Linked DNA regions of Mus musculus: region 1 is linked to region 2. Evidence: chromatin contacts called from public HiChIP or PLAC-seq data. All regions are on one chromosome and are shown on one strand. Each heading gives the region's core, a stretch centred on a gene start, on an enhancer-like site or on the middle of the called end of the contact. The rest is flanking DNA. Distances are from core to core; before and after follow the strand shown.

Region 1 (4,428 bases), core at 218-2,717, 250 kb before region 2:
AAGTCCCCCATAGCCACCCACCCCCTCTCCCCTACCCACCCACTCCCCTTTTATGGCCCTGGCGTTCCCCTGTACTGGGGCATATAAAGTTTGTGTGTCCAATGGGCCTCTCTTTCCAGTGATGGCCGACTAGGCCATCTTTTGATGCATATGCAGCTAGAGTCAAGAGCTCCGGGGTACTGGTTAGTTCATAATGTTGTTCCACCTATAGGGTTGCAGATCCCTTTAAATGCTAACATTTTAAAATATACAACTCAGTGATCCTAAGTACATCTGTGTTGTTGTAGAAACATCAATACTACCTAGTGCCAGAGGTTTTTCAACCCTAAATGGAACTCTCATACCAGTTAGACAACCAACTCCCTGATATCTCTGTGCATTTAACTATTCTGGGTAAATCATATATATAGAATGATATAACATGACCTTCTATGTCCAGTTTGTGATCACTCTTTTCAGGGCTCATCCAAGTTGCAATAGGTATCATTACGCCATCCCATTTTGGCATACATATATGGATCTAGGAATGGAACCAAGCCCCGTGCAGCCTCGTGCATCTGGTAGCCAACAGCTTAAGTTATAGACACAAACTGAGCACTTAATTGTATTCCCACCTACAATCAAAGCCTTAATATTCTACTGAGTAGAAACACTTTACTCATTTATTTACCCTTCTTAAAATAGATTATTATTTTGTTCATCTTATAACTATAGCCAGTCTCCAAAGAAAAGCACCTATTTTCCCAAGCCACTTCACAAAGAAAATGTGCCACATGACACAAACAAGATGAAAAGGCTTAGTCATACAAATGATCAAACATTACACTGTACCTGGCATTGCAAATAAACCCAGGCTTCAATTCCATCTGTAATGGCGAAGGCAATGATAAGCCTCCTCCTTAGACCAATTAAATGATTTCCATTTATATTTTTAAGACACCAAAGAGAACAAACAAAATCAAAACAGTTTATTGTGCAGTCAGTTTTCTATAATGCTTGCTTTAAAAACACAAATTTGTTCCAATGGAAATGGCACAAAAGGAAATGATTTGTGCATAACACAAATTTCTGTTTAATTAGCATGGCTTCCTCAGGGTGGGCGAGCACTAAAAATGCACACTCAGCTGAATCAAGCATTGAAGAAACTCACAAAACACACCTGCACACCCTGACTGACACCTCTGTTCACTGCCTGTACTGCAAGCCACACTAATATGTGGTTTTAAAAGCTCTCCTCAGAGTAACTACATTTTTACTGTAGTATCTATATGTACTTCTTGGCCACTTAATGTGTGTAAAATCGTGCCATTATTTTTACTAGGTTCGTGTGTTTTCGTTTGTAATGTATTGCTAAGTTCTTGAATGTAAGTCTCTATCTCCATTTTCTTCTGAGACACAGCATTCTTGTACATCATAGTGCGTGTAAGAAATGCAGAAGCCACGTTTCAGCAAAATTGACTTGGCACTTGTTTTAAAATAGAACCTGAAGCTGAAGCCCACATGCTAAGCTCCAGATCTGCTTTATGTTGGGTCAGTCTTAGGCATCCAAAGACAACACTGCGTTTTTTAAGCCTCTCGCCCTTCAACTCCGTTAAAACTTTTTTTTCGTTGCTAACCCATGAGGAAACTCAAAGGCCTTCCCACTGTCCAGCAAATCTCTGATCTGCTCAAAGATCTACCAATTTATATCACAGCACAACCACTGAAACCAAACAGAAGCAACCACTTCTCTAAAACCCCCAAGAGCTTACTTAGGTCATAGTCAGCTTCCTCTTCCTTACATTTCAGAGAACTTACAGGAAGCATTAGGTAATTTTTTTATCATGCTTAACTGGACCACTTCAAATGAGAGCCAGTCAAAGATGGACAAGATGATTAATGTAAGGAGGAGAGGTTTCAGATTGATTTAGGAAGATGATACACACTGTGGTCAAATATACCACCAGAATAAAGCTCAGACATCCTAAACAACCCACTGACAAGTATCCACAGGTAAAACTGCCCCTAAGACTTCTCTACTTACTGAAGACCCCTTTCATAGATTGTTACCCCAATGTCATGCATGATTCTAAGACCATCTCCCTATGAACACCTAAAATATCTACCCAGACACAACAGCAACCCACGAATAAAGCAGCCATATTCACCATGACAAGAAGAGAAGAAAGGAAAAGCAGCTGTCATCTCGGCCCTCCAACAACTCTGCTCCCACATCCCAAACTCTCCATCTCTTCTACACAGAGCACCAGCCCAGGTTCTACAAATATGCAGAGCACTTACACAACTTTAACCACTCTCCCTAGATCTGAGTGTTTGGTTGCTTACAAATAGGTGTTAGCATCTTTCTGTTTTCCTAATGTGAAAAGGGGGAAAGGAGACCAGAGTTGCTCACTTCAGCTTCATTTTCAACTACTATTGGTGGTGAAATCACCCTTAGACAATACTCAAGTGATTATGCAATTCTACAAAGGAACTAAATGAAGCAGGAGAGATATGACATTTTGGAGAGAAGAGAAATAGAAGCCATCAAGCTGCAATAAGTAGAAGGCAGAGAAGAAATAAATGGATAGAGAAAAGAGGGAGGAGAGAAACTGGGAATTTGATTAACTGTAGATTTTCGAGGCTGGCTAGACACTTGCATTCACCTGATTGAAGCCCCTGTTGCCACTGTCTCAGTAAAATTCTAGGATGCTCTTAGGCTCTATAGTACTAGTAGTGTCCAAAGGCCTCAGACACATTAAACATTGTCCAAGAACCTGACATTTATTAGATCACATGATACAGCAACCCAGGCACATAATCCAAGCACCTGTATCCTGGATGCACTTTGGAAATAATCTCTTCACAGTGAAACAGAAAAGAGTCATAAGCAAGTCTCAGTCTGAAGGTTAAATATCATGAATTCTCAGCCCACACAAATCCCACTGTGACCCTGAGAAAGTCCTGGATATTCTTGAGCCTCCATTTCCTTATCTATAAAAGGACCATCATGATAACACCAGTTTCATGGAGCTCTTACCAGGATATCAAAGGTCAGCTTAGTGCTGACATACAAATTATTAGGTAAAGCACTTTTAGTAGCCTATCTAGACATTGCTGCAAAGCCTTCTGTACAAATATCACAATAATTATACAATGAGAGCAAAAGTTATAATAAAAATTTAACTGTATAGATTGTGTAAGAGATCTCACGTCATCTGCTGGAGTATAGGGAAAAAAACTATTAGAGAGTGATATTTTAAATTTAGGTTGTAATATCATAAAAGAGAACCTAGACCTCAAATTTCATAAAATATTAGTAAGACTTAAAGTCTGCCTGTATTTAGTAATATAGACAAAAGAAAAAGAGTGTTTTTACTGTTCATATGCTCAGGAGAAGACACCAGTGCCCTGACATTTACTAGTCACATTAGAACTAAAGATACACATCTAGAAAGAACATACTCTGCGATCACATATAAATTAAGTGATCCTGACATTGTCAACTAACTATTCAAACTCCTTTCACAGACAGTGCAGACTTCTTCAAAAGCACATGTATAAATATGTGACTATGTTCGTATGTGTGGCAGCTGTTAGCAGGAGTAGAAAGTATAGTTGACTGGGTTAGATAATTGCTATAGATGATTCAATACAGGAGATCTACTGAAGGAGCTCTTCAAAGCCAGATTTCATGACCTTAAAGATTTCTTTAAAATTTGTTTGCTAATTTTAGAACAGTTCATTATCTGGACATATTTTTAGACATTGAAGGTCTGAAATATACAGTTAACAGAATTAGATCTCACCAGCCGTTTGGCTTCTCACAGGCTAACAAGTACGATTTTGTTTTATTCTGCAATAACCAAGAATTGAGCTAGTATCAGGTATCAAGGAAATTCAGTTAGACATGAAGTCATTCAATAAGTAACAGTATTAGCCAGTAACGCTCACATATTGAGCATGTATTATATGTCAAACATATTGCAATGTATTTTTATATGTTATTTCTCACATCAAAACTGTGAAATTAAACAAACACCCCTCAACACATCTGAAAAAAAAATAGCCTGATGCCATCTCATGACCTTTTTATTTTAAAAAGCATTTACTCGTTATATGTATTAATTTCTACATGCATAGGGTCTCAGGTCCAAGTTATCTTCTTCCTTCTAGGAACAGCAGAGAATTGCCCCCGTCACCAGATACCATAATTTCAATGAGATACTTGGTTGACCTTAGGTCCGTAGTGCTTCAAAAGTAGATCTACATTTGTTCTCTCTGAACAAACACCCAGCACAGCTCCCAACCAACCCACAGGAGCAAAGTGACTTCTGCTTTCTGTCCACTTAGACCAGTGGAGTTAGTGACCTCTTGGTATCCAGTTCTTAACTTGCAAAACCCTTCCTTCCAGGTTTCCTATCTCTACCATTCACCCCCTCATCCGGG
Region 2 (4,718 bases), core at 638-3,137:
GTTGTCTCTTCACATAATAGAAATAGACAGAATTTGATACCAAGAGTGGAATATTGCTGTGAAAGTCCTGACCATGATTTTGTTTGGGGGAATGTGGACTTCGGGACTTTGGATTAGAAAAGCATTTGAATGATCTTAAGTGGGGCTCAATGAGCACCATCCTAGTAGATGCATGGAAGTCGGTGGTGCTAGTGTTTGAACTGAAGGAGCCTGGCTCAAGAGGTTTCAGAGGAGAATTTTAGTATGTAGCCTAGAGATGTTAGTGGCTAGTCTTATGCAGATTTATAATGAAAGGGAGAATGCTGAGAAAGAAAAAAAATGCAAAATATACAATTTGAGGAGAAAAGGGCTATCAGGAAGTGGAATTGAGCTAAATTCTTTGTTCAAAGAGATAAACAGATTAAAGAATGTCCTGACCTTAGATGGAATAAAGGAGTGGTGACCTCAGGAAAGAATCCTACTCAGTTTCCAGTTTGTGAAAAGGAATTAACAAAAACCTTAGGACCACATGTAGTGGGACACACCTTTAATTCCAGCACTGAGGAGGCAACGGCTGACAGATCTCTGAGTTTGAAGCTAACCTGGTCTACAGAGCAAGTTTCAGGAAAGCCAACTTTAGGCAGTAAAACGTTCAAAACAGAAATCTGATGGAGATGTAATTGTATGAGGGGGTCCATGTTCCAGCTCCAACGAGCAGCAGAACTTGGCAGTTTCAGCCATGTGGTTCTGGCTTTAGAGTCAAGGATACAAGAAAGGGGTTTATGGAATCTCTCTCCATGACTAAGGAATGTCACTGAGGCAAGGCATGTGTCAGGGGTATCTCTTTATGGAGGCCTAGAGAAACCATTGTGTGAAGCTGTGAAGATGAAGCCTGGATTGCCTTGGAGACCCCAAAATGTTGGAGATGCCAGAGCCATGGGATACCTGCCAAGAAGAGCTGCTAACAAGGAGTGAAATCAACCCACTGGAACCAAATGTGTTGCAATCGACAAGGCTGAAAGGAGTTGGAGATTTGAAGAGTGCTTTCACCTCAGAAATGTAGATGCAGAGACTGGAGTTTGCCCAGCAGGTTTTCAGTCTTGCTTTGGTCCAGTATTTCTCACCGTGCTCTCTTTTGGAATTGTAATGTATATCCTGGGCCATTATAAGTTAGATGTACGTGATCTGCTTCATCATTTTGATTTTTACACAGAATGGCAGTTAAGAGATTGTATGAATCTCAAAAGAGACTTTGAACTTTGGGCTTTTAAACAAGTTTGAGACTGTTATAGACTATGGAAATTTTGTAGTTGGACAGAATGCATGTTTTGCATTATAATATAACTATAAGCCAGGGAGTGAAATGTGGTAGTTCGAATGAAAATGGTTCCATAGACTCATAGAGAGTTGCTCTATTAGGAGGTATGACCTTGTTGGAGTAGGTTTGTCACTGTCACTTCCTGCTGCCTGTCAATCCAGATGTAGAATTTACAGCTTCTTCTCTAGCAGAAATGTTGTCCTGCACACCACCATGATTCCTGCCATAATGATGATGGACTAAGACAAGAATGGGCTAAGTCTCTGAAACTGTAAGCCAGTCCCAATAAAATGTTTTCCTTTATAAGAACTGCCATGATCACAGTGTTTCTTCAAAGCAATAGAAATCCTAAGAAAGTCAGAAGTCTACTAAAACAAACAAACAAAAAAAACTAAAAAACTAAAGACAAGAAGAAGTGTTGGTGAGACCCTCCAGCATTAACAATGAGAATGTAAGATGGTACTGCCACTCTGAGAAATATTTGAATAGCACTTCACAAACTTAAACTTATAGTTTGCACATGACTCGACAAGTCTATTCCTAGAAATACACGAAAGGGAACTAAGAATTTAAAGCACAAGTCCAAGGGGGAACTTGTGCAATGGTAATAGCATTGTTCATAACAGCTACTGACAAACATATTGGTACATGCCTGTACTCTAAGACTCGGGAGGCAGAGACAGGAGGATTGCTGTAAGTTTGAGGCCTTCCTGATCTACATAGCAATTCTAACCTTGTTAGGTTAAGACACTGCCAAACAAACAAATGAAAAATTAAAAAAAAAAAATCCCAAAGGCCAAGTGGAAACCAACAGAATGCTAGGAAGAATAGTCATATAGTATGTAATGAATCTTGAAATAAATAATGCTAGATTTAAAAAAGTCTGTCACAGAGACCACATGTGGTCCGTTTCTTTCATTCCCTATAAGGACAAGGACAAGAAGGACATCAAGAAAATTACTAGGACCGGAAATATTCCAAATAGGCCGCTCATTAGAAACAGAAACTGGCTTAGTGGTTGACAGGGGAGGGAGGAAGGGAAACTAAGGAGTGGTTGCTAGTGGGAACGGGATTTCTCTTTGGAATGACAGAAATGTTCTGGATTTAGATTGTGGCAATAGTTGCAAGAAACTATGACCATAACGATAGCTACTGAAGTAATTATATACTTAAAATCTCTGTTGGCAAAAATGAAGACCCGGCCATGCACAGACATGCCTGTGCCTCTTTATAGCAGTGTTGTTCTTAATAGCCTCCAGGCAGTTACAAAATGCCCATCTAGGAATGAGGGGATTAACAGCTTGTATACACTGTGAAATTCTGTTCAGCAATAAAAAGAAGTATATATATATATATATATATACACACACACACACATATATATCACAATATATATATATATATATATATATATCTCAACATGAATGAACTCAAAAGTATGAGAGCGAGGAAAAGAAGCCACATACCACATATTGCATGAGTCCATTCACACAAGATGTCCAGAAATGACAACTTTATAGGGCTGGAAATATATCAGAAGTTGCCTAGAGCAGAGGATGGGAGCTGGGAAACTGTAAATGGGCAGCAGTGAGGACTATGTGTGAGCAAAGCATCTCCCACTGGGTTTTGGCATATGTCTTAGCCAGGGTTCTCTAGAGTCAGAGAACTTATGGACCATCTCTATATATTAAAGGAAATTATTTGACTTGGCAGTTACAGTCCGGTCCTATCGTCAGGCAGACACCAAGCATGAACCAGCAGCTGTAGTTCAATTTTGAAGAAACTGCAAAGCTCGCCAATTGGCCTGAGGTGAGGACGAAGATGCGCCAAGCTACTGGAAGAACCTCACAAACAGTTCTGGGGTGAGCTTCTCTCTCAATGTCTGTGCTACAAGTTGAGCTCAACAATGTTATATGCCAGGCAGTGGTGGAACACGCCTTTAATCCCAGCACTTGGGAGGCAGAGGCAGGCAGATTTCTGAGTTCAAGGCCAGCCTGGTCTACAAAGCGAAACAGCAAGGACTCTACAGAGAAACCCTGTCTCAAAAACCAAAAAAAAAAAAAAAAAGTTATGTAAGACGAACTAATATACATATGTCATTGATGAGGCAGAATAAACCAAACCAGTGCTCAGTATTTGACTCCCTCTGTCTGTGGGTTCATATTTATATCCTTCATGACAGGTATTTTCACATGTTTACTATATCAAAACATCCTTCCATCTGCATCTACTTTAACATCATTTGACATAACTAACTTTCCAAAGAGACTAGAAGTTTCCACTTCATGCCTGTACTTAAACTATTTTTTATTTGAAACTTGCTCTGTCCTAGGCTACCCTTGAACTCAGAGATCTGCTTGCCTCTATCTCCTGGGACTAAAGGCTGTACTATCCTGCCTAGGCCTAAGTTTTTCATGGACACGATGCCTCAAAATCCAGATCAAAATCGTGTGTGAGCCATGTCAAGGTCTGGCTCAAAAGCTTGTGTCTTCTAGCCTCAAGATCTGGATCACAGGTGTGCCCTCCATTTTTGGATTGTAGTTCATTCCAGATAGAGTCAAGTTGGCAATAGGGAATAGCCATCACAGCATGCAACTGGAAAATTCATCAGTAATTATTGAGTGCACATTTAAATGAGTGAGCTTCATGGTATGTAAACTAGACCTCTTCAGAACTTTTTTTGTTGTTGTTCTTTTCTTTGATTAGAACTGAACATTTTTATCTAAACAGCTTAGATAGACAGTAACACAGGCAATGGATTAATCTCTAACATTCTTTTTTTTTTTAAAGATTTATTTATTATATGTAAGTACACTGTAGTTGTCTTCAAACACACCAGAAGAGGGCGTCAGATCTCGTTATGGATGGTTGTGAGCCACCATGTGGTTGCTGGGATTTGAACTCGGGACCTTCAGAAGAGCAGTCTTTGCTCTTAACCACTGAGCCATCTCGCCAGCCCCCCTCTACAGAACTTTTAAAGATAAAAAGTTTATCAGCACTCCTGGCTATACATGGGTGCTTAGACATTCTCAGAAATCCTTGCTGAAAGAATGAGCATTTTCTACATGCCTTAAGTTCTAAATGTTACAAAGTTATCTGAGTGCTGTGCATATCCTCAGTTCTTGTGAATGAACTGGTTGGAAGAAAACAGCCTTGTTGGGGTTTCTCAGTACTGATAGGTTTCTGATCCAGTTAGATCCCTGTTTCCTAATGTCTGGTATATGATTCTTTTATGTATCACAGAAGCTCTTGAAAGCCTGAGGGCATCAAAGAACAATGCAAACAAAGGAATGATACATTTTCTGAGTCACAGAAATGACTATGTCCTCCATTTCATAAGAAAGTTTCTCCAAATTAGACCTGATTGTACAACACAGGCCTCAGCTGAGTATCCTAATATAAATAACATGCTTTTGCAGTG

The links. HiChIP or PLAC-seq counts read pairs in DNA pulled down with a chosen protein or histone mark.
Region 1: a contact with region 2 is called in an H3K4me3 HiChIP or PLAC-seq map of bone marrow-derived macrophages, with 5 times the contacts expected there. The contact joins two enhancer-like sites. A contact is called at or near these places in 5 of 484 Hi-C or Micro-C datasets (CD8 T cells, the NIH/3T3 cell line, bone marrow-derived macrophages and 2 more), 2 of 115 datasets of contacts at active chromatin or transcription factors (bone marrow-derived macrophages and microglia) and 1 of 9 other capture datasets (embryonic stem cells).

What each region holds. Positions count from the first base shown.
Region 1 is chr12:40,519,945-40,524,372 of GRCm38.p6, reverse strand. The region is part of intron 1 of Dock4 (dedicator of cytokinesis 4); the gene reads right to left. Among named protein-coding and RNA genes, the nearest start is that of Dock4, 76 kb to the right of the region's middle. Within about 2 kb of position 1,467, at least 32 of the 459 cell types and tissues checked have an H3K27ac peak or open chromatin away from gene starts, as enhancers often do. A contact at or near this core is called in bone marrow-derived macrophages and microglia, where this site is marked.
Region 2 is chr12:40,274,975-40,279,692 of GRCm38.p6, reverse strand. No RefSeq gene overlaps it. Among named protein-coding and RNA genes, the nearest start is that of Gm40403, 29 kb to the right of the region's middle. Within about 2 kb of position 1,887, at least 7 of the 459 cell types and tissues checked have an H3K27ac peak or open chromatin away from gene starts, as enhancers often do. A contact at or near this core is called in bone marrow-derived macrophages and microglia, where this site is marked.